Regions from separate parts of the Mus musculus genome. Here all the other regions are linked to region 1. A link is a contact called in public Hi-C and HiChIP or PLAC-seq data. All regions are on one chromosome and are shown on one strand. The core of a region is the stretch at or near the end of the contact, and the rest is flanking DNA. Distances in the headings are between cores, read along the strand shown.

Region 1 (3,528 bases), core at 540-3,039:
GAATTAGTCATTTATGAAACCCTTTCTGAGGTCCTGTGACCTCTGCTACCTGACAGCCATGTATCCTGGCAACAGTCTCTGGGCTTCATGCCTAGCTTGCATCATCTCCCACAGGGTAAGAGCATCACTTTTAATGGGCTCTATTGTTTCTTACCCTCCTGAAAAAAAGAACAGGTCTGTTTGCAAATGGACCTTCTTCCCAGGACGCGGGTCTGAGGGATAAAGGTGTCTGTGCCCATTAGGAAACTCAAGGGGATGTGGACAAAGATGTGTAGGAGCACTTTCTCTGCTGTTTTGGTTTGATTTAGTTTTTGAGCTAGAGATTGCTGTTGCCCAGGTGGGCTTTGAACTGGTCCTCCTGTCTCCACCTCCCAAGGACTGAAAGTGCAGGTATGCACCACCATGCTTGGATTCTGAGTGCTTTAATTAAAACAACACAATTAAGCAAAACCTTTTAAGATTTTTTTCCTCTAAGATTTAAAAGTTTTTAAAATAGAGACCAGGCACCACCTGGTCTCTAGTGATGTGATCTCTCCAGAGCTCTCCCACCGCCCCCTGCGAACCCAGCACCTCCTAACCTTCTTAGGCTTCTAGCTCTGTGAAACCTCCTGTAATCTGCTCAACACAATCTGGATCATTCACCTTTGACCTCTCCTGGTCTTGGTTCTACCTTGTGGTTGTTCAATAAACACCGATTAAATGAAAAACACTGATTTAACCTTTTCTTCATCCTCTTTGAGCCTTCAGATCTTTATCACTGCTCTTACCTTAAATCCTCTCTCTCTCTCTCTCTCTCTCTCTCACACACACACACACACACACACACACAGAGCCATTTAAAAGTATCCTTAGTACATATAATATTTCTAAATAGTGGGATTGAGTTTCTAATGAATTTGAGCCAGAAGCTGTTTTATATGGAATGTAATTTTGTGCAAGCTCAAACCCCTAATTTGATATTTAATCTCATAATACCCTGCCCCATGGTATCTCTGATAAATAATTCCCTTTTGCTTCTGGGCATTTTGCATACATTTTCTTGCTGTCAAATGATCATGCATGCTATCTAGTGATAGGGACACTTAGAAATGCTAATTTGTATAAGGCTAATACTAGTTAGGGTGTGTGTACAGAAAAATTATTCAAATATAAGCAGTGGGATAGAGGAAAGGGATAAAAGAATATTAAGTAGAAGATAAAATATAGATTGCAATTTAGCCCAGGGCAGGAGAAGCAAATACAGAATCATCTCAGGTGGAAGAGGTATTTAGACTCATACTTGAATAATGTTAATTTACAAAAAGCCTAAACTCTCTCTGATTCATTCTAAACTCTGATTTAAAAAAAATTTTTTTCCACAAGTTGCCAGGCTCATAATGAGCAAGAAACATTCTACTCTGGAGCACTATACTCTGGTCTGTCTGGCAATGATTCTGAGCCTTTTGAGGGAAGCAGGGGTGGGAATCTCTGGCCCTCTGCTTCATGACAGGTGTCAGCTAGCACATGAAAAGAAACAGAAAACGGCTACGCGATGACGGACTAGGCCTCGGGGATGGAATCTTTTCATACCCATAGAATGAGGCTTTAGAGGACAGCATGCATCTTATGAAGGAAAAACAAACAAAAACAAAACAAAACAAAAAACCAAACGAAGCCTACAAGGGGGAGGAAAGGCTCAAGGAAGGAAGAGAGGAAGAGAAGGGAGAAACTGCTGCCTGCAGAGTTAATGGAGTCTGAAATTGCTTACACTTTCAGGGACTTCTAGGAAGCCCCGCCTCATTTCTTTGAACTATGACTCACGCACGTCCTTACTCAGGAGCAATGCATCCTTGCTCTGACAGAGCCTTAAAATGCTTACTTTATATGGATCAGGCAGCTTCTCCATTCTTTGTTTGGGGTCATCTATTTTATAGGACCGAGGTAACTATGTTGTTGCACACATCCAAGAGAAAAGATGTCGTTGTCTGGTGCCTCTACTCCATCCTTTAGGCTGCTCACCCCTTGGGGTAGGCCACTTTCTTTGTGGTCCTTGGTTCCCTTAGAACTGCAGCTAAGGGCAAGATGTAGGGCCGCCTGGGCAGAGGAGGATGGAGTAACAGGCTGTGTTTAACAAAAGTTTGCATGGCTGTTTTCACCAAGGATCTTTCTCTATGTTCGAAAACATTACACACCTTTTATAATGTCAGACTGGGATGTCTAAGAATGCTTAACACGCAGGCAAAGCAAACCTGCTGAGAAATGGTTGGCTTTCCAGCCTTCTGGTCTCTGGATCTCACCTTATCTCTCTTTAATTCTCAGTAGAAGTGTTATCACCACAGACCACTATCAAAATCTGCCTTCAGGAACGGAGTTAATGAATTCATTCACATAGGTGCTGAGGCAGAAGAAGAAAGTTACGTCTAAAGCTCCTAAAGGGTTCATAATTATTTGGCCATGTAAGACAATGAGTCCTAGAGAGTTGGGGGGAGGAGGAGGAAGAGAGGAGAGAAGGGAAGAGGAAAGAAGAGGATAATCAGAGGAAGTGAGAGGGAGTTTGGGGGGCGACAGGAAAAGCTTTCTCAGAAACTAAGATTTTTGTACTTCCCAGAATTCAACTTACCACAAGTAGCTCTTTATCAGGTTTGGAAAAGGACTGTCGCAATTCAAAATAGGCAGAGTCTGCTGTTTTCTGAACTGAGCTATTGGAAGCACAATCAATTCTACTTTTATTGAGCACTTACCGAGTGCTAAGCACTATACAAGCCATTTTTTTTTCTTTTATTCTCACATTTGTGTAGAATGCCATTCAGGATTCTCCCGGCTGATCTGAATTGAATGGGCATAATTGAAAAGAACATTTCTTGGCTACTAACAAGCTGGGAGGGTCAGACAAAGGGATGGTTCCTGACAGTGGGACTTAAACATCACCAAACCTGTCTCCCTTCATCTCCTGATTGGGATCCATCTTCCTTCCTGTGTTGGCTTTGTCCTCAGGTTCCCTATAGACTCACATGACTGGCCAGCTAACTTCTCCTCCAGAGTCTGCATTTCAGTAGAAAACAGCCTTCAAGGCCCCCGTTTCCCTTGAGTGCTCAGAAGCCCTCAAATGGAAAACTGTCATGGGCCCAGCTCTGAACTGCCCTGTGGCCAGAGGCTCTCAGACTGGTCCTACCATGCTTCACATCCCCAGGTTAAGGTGGTGGGACCATAACCAGAGCAGGGGGTACAGAGAAGGGGAGGAGGCTCCTCAAATGGAAACTATGGAAATAGGCAATAAGAAACATGCATGGCCTCACTACATGTTAGGCTGCGTTTGACAGAGGGAAAATACTGGCTTGGTGGAGGGGAGGGTTGCATAACTCACCGAAGGTTATTGGTAGAAGTTGTCAGAACAGAGAGCTGAATCCTATTTATTGTATTTAACAAGCTATAGCTGTTGTTCCATTTATTCAGAGGAAATCTGTTTGATCTTTAAATAAAAACAAAAATACGTAATTGGAGCAAATGAATCAAATTTTCCATAATGAAAACCCTCCCTAGCTTGTCCTG
Region 2 (3,389 bases), core at 259-2,758, 440 kb after region 1:
GAAGGGACACAGAGGCAACGGTAAGAAATAGGTTGGGGTCACTTCTTAAGTATGAAGCTAATTGCTATAGGGGAGCAAGCTTGTGAGTTCATACCTCCTGAGGGGCAGAAAGCCCAGCTCTGGGGCCACAGCAATTGGGAGAAGGGGTGAGATAAGGCTACAGGAGCCCCGAAGCTTCTGCTGAGGAGGCTGGGCTTTACATAACGAGCCACTGGGAGTCACGAACACAGGAAGATGATTCAGCCAACACATGGCGGCACAGGGAGACAATTCTATCTTCCTGTGGCGAGGGGGCGCAGACTCAGGTGTTAGCATTCATAGCAGCCGGAGCGGAGCAAGCCTCCGTAGCTGGGACACCGAACTGCCTGCCGGGGATCAGGAAGGCCGAGGGGCAAAGGTGGCTTGTGGGGAACTGCAGGAACTCTGGCCGAAACGTGGGGGCATCCAGTAAAGATGCGGCTAGGTGTGGGTGGGCAGGAAGAGTTAGGCGTTAGGGGGCTGAGAAGGAGGGGCAGGAGGGACCAGCCGTGGGGGGAGGGCTTTCTAAGTCCGAGGGAGTAGGGTCTAAGAGCAGGCTTTCTCTAGGTCATTCCCACATGCAGGTGAGCCGGGAAGACCAGCTGCTGGTCTTTCCAGTTGTCAGTGGCAGGGGAAGCCCAAGTTTCCATGCAGGGGGATTGCTGGTTCTGCTGACAGGCACCCCGTGCTTCCTGTTTCCTGATTGTAGAGAGAGCTATGTTTTTCCTCCAGGGAAAGAGGAAGTAGTCCCACAGCTGTCCCAGTAGCGGCTTCTGAGGTTCACCAAGGTATGTCCCTGGTTGTCTATTGGGCCTTTGAGTCCCTGTCCAAGATCCCAAGCCCATTGGGCAGTGAAAAAGGTTTTCTTTGTCTTACCAACTTCTAGGCCAGTATTTCCCAACTGTGATTAAAAGGAGCACCACCTAGGGAGTTATAAATAACCCTCGTGCCCAGGCAACAACCAAGACCAATTGAACAGAGTCTGAGGGGGAGAGCGTATTTGAAAGCACCCTGGAAGATTGCAGGGTACAGCCAAGCTTGGCAATCTCAAGTCCAAGTCCATGTTCCCGTAAATGGTGCTATTAACAATGGAGCAGGTGTTCCTGATGTCCTGAAAATGTGGCAAGGCCAGTCCAGGCTTCAGGGAAGGGCTTAGCAGGGGGAAAGGTCATTACCGATGTGAACAGCTTCTTAGTTACAAAATTGTCTACTTCCTCCTTGTCAGACAGCTGTGGACACCTGGACTGGACCCTTGTCCCTGTTCTCTAGGGTTGGGACAATTCCACACACACACCTGTTCTTATCTCTAGAACAGATTCAGGCTATGGTTCGAGTGTGTAGCTCGGACTGTTAAGCTAGCATACGGGAAAGCTGAGTGACTTTAGCCACCTACTCCAGATTTTCTCTCCCCAGGTTGGAGGTTGTGTTCAGGGTACCAGCACGGTCTGGTTCTAATGAGGGCTTGCTCATTTCCTGGCTTGCAGACAGCAGCTTTCTGCTCGTATCTTCAAAAGACAGAGGAAACTCTGGTTTCTCTTCGGAAGGTTAATCCTTCCAGACTCCAGTCTCCTCATGACCTCACTTAGAGTTAATAATCTTCCAAAGGGGTCCATGGAATCAGGGAGAGAGTACGGATGTCTTTCCTCTATACTTGTAGTGTGTGTGTGTGTGTGTGTGTGTGTGTGTGTGTGTGTGTGTGTGTGTGTGTGTGTGTGTACACGAGTCTCATTGGCCGCACAGGCTACCTGAGAGGGAGGAAGTGGGAGGAGTGGGTGGCTGCTCTTCTTGGCTGATCTCTGGAGACCTGCCTGCAGGTCTTGCAGTTGTGCACGCCCACCACACTGCCTGTCACCTCAGATGGATGATCAAGTCATACAGATGCATCCTCAGTACTTCTGGCTCCGCCTCCGTGGGCGGCGCCTCCCTGGCTTAGCAAGTCTGTGCTTTGATATTGAACTGCTTTTCTTTGCTCTGGGTGATTTCTTCATCACTGCCACTCATTAGTGTTCTTTGTTCCCCACAATTCGCTGGGGTTTACATAATGCTACTCGATTTATGTATTTTAATGCACACATTCTCATTTCGTTTCATTCAGGGAACAGGAACGAGGGTCCAGTCCAGGTGCCCACAGCTGTCTGGCAGGGAGGAAATACACAGAAGCAGTTCACACTTGTAATGACCTTTCCTTTGTACTTTTCCTTTTAAATAACTTTTTGTTTTATTTAGGCTGTGCACGGTTTCATAACTTACATCTTTTTAAAAAATCAATAATTATTAGCTATTCCTTTATATCTCTAAGGATCCTGAATATTTTTTCTTTTTTTAAAAAAGACTTATTTATTTTATGTATGTGAGTATACTATTGCTGTTTTCAGACACACCAGAAGAGGGCATCAGATCTCATTACAAATGGTTGTAAGCTGCCATGTGGTTGCTGAGAATTGAACTGAGGACCTCTGGAAGTCAGTCAGTGCTCTTAATCGCTGACCCATGTCTCCAGCCCTATATTTTTTTCATAACATCTATCACTACTTGGCATATTATCCTTCCCACAGTGTGTGTGTGTGTGTATGTGTAAATGTATGCGCCAGTGTGTATGCATGTGTATGTGTGTGTTTGTGAATGTGTATATGTGTGTGAGTGTGTATATGTGTGTGCATAAGTATGTGTATGTGTGAGAGTGTGTATAGTGTGTATGTGTGTATGTATTTGTGGGTAGAACAGATGATGTCACGTGTCTTGCTACATGGCTTTCTACCTTCTTTTGAGACAGGCTCTTTCACTGAACCTAGAGCTCACTGATTCAGCTGGGACAACTAGCAGTGAGCTTTAGGGCGCTGCCTCTCTCCTCCCGAGCCCAGCGCTGAGATTAGACCCCTAAGGCCGTGCCCATCGTTTTTTTAGGTGAGTGGTGGAGATCCAAACCCAGATGCCCTGCTTGCAAGGCAGACTTCCTAACTGGACTCAGTTCCTAACAAGTACTCATTTAGACTTTACTAACGGAACCATCTCAGCTTTGGATTCTAAACTTTAAACTTTTTCGATTTTATCTATTGCTGCTAAGTGTTTGGAGGGGCCTTTGGATCATCAACTTACAGTAAATACTACGGTGCCTGGAAGTCCTGTAATTAGAACTCATTTAGAAGACCATCAAACCTATTATAACAGGGCCTTAGGGGTTTGCTCTTGAAACTGCAGAATACTGATGTCTGTCACTGTTAAAGTTCACCTTGTTCCTCCTCCTCAGTCTAGGAGGGGGCGGGGGTGGAGGTGGGGAGGAAACAGAGGCCAAGGGATTTGCTTCAGGCCCTGCATCTTGTTAGTAGCAGAGCCAGGACGGCAAACCTGATTCCACAGCCTGGGGCTTTGTA
Region 3 (3,333 bases), core at 550-3,049, 470 kb after region 1:
GGATAGAGGTGTTCACAAGCTGTATACATGCTGGGCCACCAGGGGCATCACACGCAGTTCTGTGATCCCACTGAAGTGGGTCAGGCCTTTAGGCTTCTCCTTCCCAGTGCATTGGGAACTGTAATGTCCGTTCTAAAGAACTGGCTCCTGCTGAATGTGGTGGTGCATGCAGGGACAGGCAGACCTCTGAGTTCAAGGCTAGCCTGGTCTACAGAGGGAATTCCAGGACAGTCAGGGCTACACAGAGACCCTGTCTCAGAAAAAAAATGGCTCTCTTGTACATTTTATATATTAAAATTAAGAAAATTAAAATTTTCTCTTTGGAACTTTGAGTATTTGGATCTCAGTGGGTGGGTGGGCAATAACAAATGAACGATGTTGTGTGAGGAATGTGTCATAGTCAGGGCCTGGGGATGATGCTCTCTAAATGCACTGGTACTCGCTTGGACCCCACGGGCTTGCTACCCTGCTTTCCACTTCTTTTTGCGTATGTGAAGCAAGCTACTTATAAGAAGGAAGGGGTTATTTAAGCTCATGGTCTCTGAGGTGTAAGTCTACTGTCACTAGATGCCATCATTTTGGGCCTGTAGGGAGGCAGAACATGGTGTGTGTGTGTGTGTGTGTGTGTGTGTGTGTGTGTTGGGGAGTATGGTTGTATGGTTGAGCAAAACTATTTAATTCATGGCATCTGGAGAAAGGGGGAGGGAAGGAGAGAGGGAGAAAGAGAGGGGTGGAGATTATGACTGGATATGACTGTTGTCATGCCTTGCAAGGTATAACCCCCATGACCTCACTCCCTTCCGCTGGGTCCCACCTCCTAAGGACTTTTACCACCTCCTGGTCCTGTCCCTCACTGGCAATGAAGTTTTCAACTCATGCCTTCGGGGGACATTTAAGATTCATAAAATTGTAACCACATGGTTGCTAAGGTTATTATGAAGCAGAAAATTTGAATAATGATTGTTTTGTTCTCCAGCCCTTTGAGGCTTACATCCCTGCTGGGAAGGAAGCTGAGCAGATTTTCAGTTTTCTCTCCTCTACCCCGCCTCCTGCAGCCCCCCTCCCCGACTGCAGAATGGAACCCCAAGACTGACTGCACCATACACAATGAATCTTGGGTGCTTTTCCCCATGGGTGTAAGAGAGCCAGGGCTACATCATAGGAGAAGGAGCCACACACCCAGGCAAGATATTCTTCTAGGGAAGGGTACTTTGGAGTTAGGCGTGTCCAACCCATAGAGAGAAAAAGAGCCTGTACACGGCTCTGTACAGGGGTTTCCAAGCTTACTCGTTCCTGGAGTTTTCTTTTCCTACAGGCCGCCAGGGTGCGCCTGGTGCCTCCGGCCTCTGCGGCCGGTTCCTCATGTTGCCACTGGGTGGTGCTGTGTCCCGCGTGTACAATGCTGTTTCAGACCAAGTGGCTAACCTAGTCCTCAGCAAATCTGTGTGTTCTGGAAGCTACCGGGGCCATGGCTACCGGGGCTTACAGCCCAGAGCTGGAGTAGAGATGGTGTTCATGTAAGAGAGCAGCCTTAGAGAGAGGAGCCTTCATTCCATACAAAGTTCTGCAGGGTTTTCTGGGGAGGCCCTTGGTTTCTGACTTGGCTTTGCACCCAGGCTAAACAGAACCCGAGTTCTGGTGTTTTTAGGCGTTAGTTACCCACGTATTGGTGAATTCCAAGCTACCAGTGAGCAGAGATATACAGAGGAGACAGCGTGAGTCTCTCTAGCTAATGTGACCACGGAGATGAGTGGTTAATTCTCGCAACCTCGATTTCCTTTCCTACAAAATGGGCTAAGGCATTACTCGGAAAGTACCCGGAAAGTAAGAGGAAGTAACTTGATCTCACCTACCCCTTAAAATGGCTCTGCTTGTTCTAAAGATCTGGTTTCATGTCAGCTTTCCCAGTGAACTACAAAGTCTGTGAAAGCAGAGACTACACATCCCACGGCCATCTTTGTATTTCTAGTGTCTGGCACAGGGCCTGGCACATAGTATATGCTCAATAAACATGTCAACATCAAACTGAGAGCTATGTGAGCAGATCACGTGGTGGGGATTGCTTATGCATGATAACAGCTGTGCAGAGACCCTTCCCTTGGGTTTACATCTGGGCTCTTGGGCTCCTTCTGTGACTCTGGGTGAGCCATACATCTCTCCTCCTGAGCTTTCTCTGAACCATGGAGGGTTAACTTGTTGATTCTTGCATGGATCCTTCCAGAGATGAGGCATATTTCATCTTTTCAAAATGCTGTGGTCGTGGACTGTCGTATCCTGGGCTGGTTTTCAGAAGGAGTGGTGTGGTTGTGTTCCTTGGGCTACCCAAGTGCTGCTGCCCAGGCTTATGAACTTAAGTTTGTATCACTAGAGGCTGGTGGGGTAGGGGCTGAGACACGGGCATCAAGATCTCCTTGGCTCCTCCCCAACTTGTTCTAAGTCTTTAGAGCAGAATAGAGGACATGCCAAGGTTGCCACACCAAATGTAAAAGTGATGCCTACACATGGGAAAAGGAGTCTCTCTGGCTTTCTCCCGACAGAACATCAAATCCACCATGGTCCTGCCAACCCTAGCTCTGAGGCTGCCTCCCTGTGTGCTTCCAATAGCATAAGCCGTGCCCTCCCCCCAATCTCCTGTGTCCCCTGACACCTCAGCTGCTGCCAGCAACCCCCAGCTTGGCACTGCATGCTGCTGCCCACCAGTGGTGGCTTCCTTGTCTCCTGGCTTCCTTCTAGCTGCTTCTGTCTGCAGGGGGGTAGGGAGGGGTGTGTACGTCTGAAGTGTGGGGCTGGCCTCCCAGTGAGCAGGGGAGAGAGCTGCCTCAGGTTGTCTGATCACTGCAGGGGCTAAGCCCTTACCTCCTTCCACCACCCTAGCCCTCTCACCCCCCCCCCATCTGCTCACAGAGGATGTGGCTTCATTCTCCTTCTCTGGGAGTGGGTCTGGAGTATCATGCAGCTCCAAGTCCCAAGGCTTTCTCCTTCCAAGCAGCCCTTTGGGAAGGGTCTGTGTGAGGCATCTATCACCTTTCCATCTCCGGACACTGTGTCCATTCCAGTGCTTAGCTTGTCTTGCTGAGACCACCCTTCTTGCTGATTGACTGTGCCCACTCCTCTTCTGTTACCTCTGATTCTTTTTGCCAGTTCTTACCTGGGCTACTGCTATGACTTGCTAACAGGGGTCTGATTGCTCCCTTGACACCTTCTGCATTTGAGCATATTCTCTAATGTAAGTCTACTCAGGTCTCCCTCCTTTTCTCTGTCTCTATTCTTTCTCCTTCCTTCCTTCCTTCCTTCCTTCCTTCCTTCCTTCCTTCCTTCCTTCCTTCCTTCCTT

Evidence for each region. A called contact is a pair of places that touch in the nucleus more often than the background predicts. HiChIP or PLAC-seq counts read pairs in DNA pulled down with a chosen protein or histone mark.
Region 2: a Hi-C map of CD8 T cells shows a contact between it and region 1, with 2.0 times the contacts expected there. The contact joins two enhancer-like sites. A contact is called at or near these places in 1 of 15 datasets of contacts at CTCF or cohesin (large pre-B cells), 2 of 484 Hi-C or Micro-C datasets (CD8 T cells and embryonic stem cells), 2 of 115 datasets of contacts at active chromatin or transcription factors (embryonic basal ganglia and large pre-B cells) and 1 of 9 other capture datasets (embryonic stem cells).
Region 3: a contact with region 1 is called in an H3K27ac HiChIP or PLAC-seq map of regulatory T cells, with 9 times the contacts expected there. The contact joins two enhancer-like sites. A contact is called at or near these places in 2 of 115 datasets of contacts at active chromatin or transcription factors (astrocytes and regulatory T cells).

What each region holds. Positions count from the first base shown.
Region 1 is chr1:155,471,037-155,474,564 of GRCm38.p6, reverse strand. No RefSeq gene overlaps it. Among named protein-coding and RNA genes, the nearest start is that of Gm31772, 23 kb to the right of the region's middle. Within about 2 kb of position 1,789, at least 37 of the 459 cell types and tissues checked have an H3K27ac peak or open chromatin away from gene starts, as enhancers often do. A contact at or near this core is called in CD8 T cells and regulatory T cells, where this site is marked.
Region 2 is chr1:155,026,235-155,029,623 of GRCm38.p6, reverse strand. Gm41980 (a long non-coding RNA gene) reads left to right here. Exons shown (of 6, transcript XR_001779499.2): 3 at 1-20; 4 at 751-806; 5 at 2,792-2,922. Among named protein-coding and RNA genes, the nearest start is that of Gm41977, 6.8 kb to the right of the region's middle. Within about 2 kb of position 1,508, at least 140 of the 459 cell types and tissues checked have an H3K27ac peak or open chromatin away from gene starts, as enhancers often do. A contact at or near this core is called in CD8 T cells, where this site is marked.
Region 3 is chr1:155,004,762-155,008,094 of GRCm38.p6, reverse strand. No RefSeq gene overlaps it. Among named protein-coding and RNA genes, the nearest start is that of Gm51650, 7.6 kb to the right of the region's middle. Within about 2 kb of position 1,799, at least 40 of the 459 cell types and tissues checked have an H3K27ac peak or open chromatin away from gene starts, as enhancers often do. A contact at or near this core is called in regulatory T cells, where this site is marked.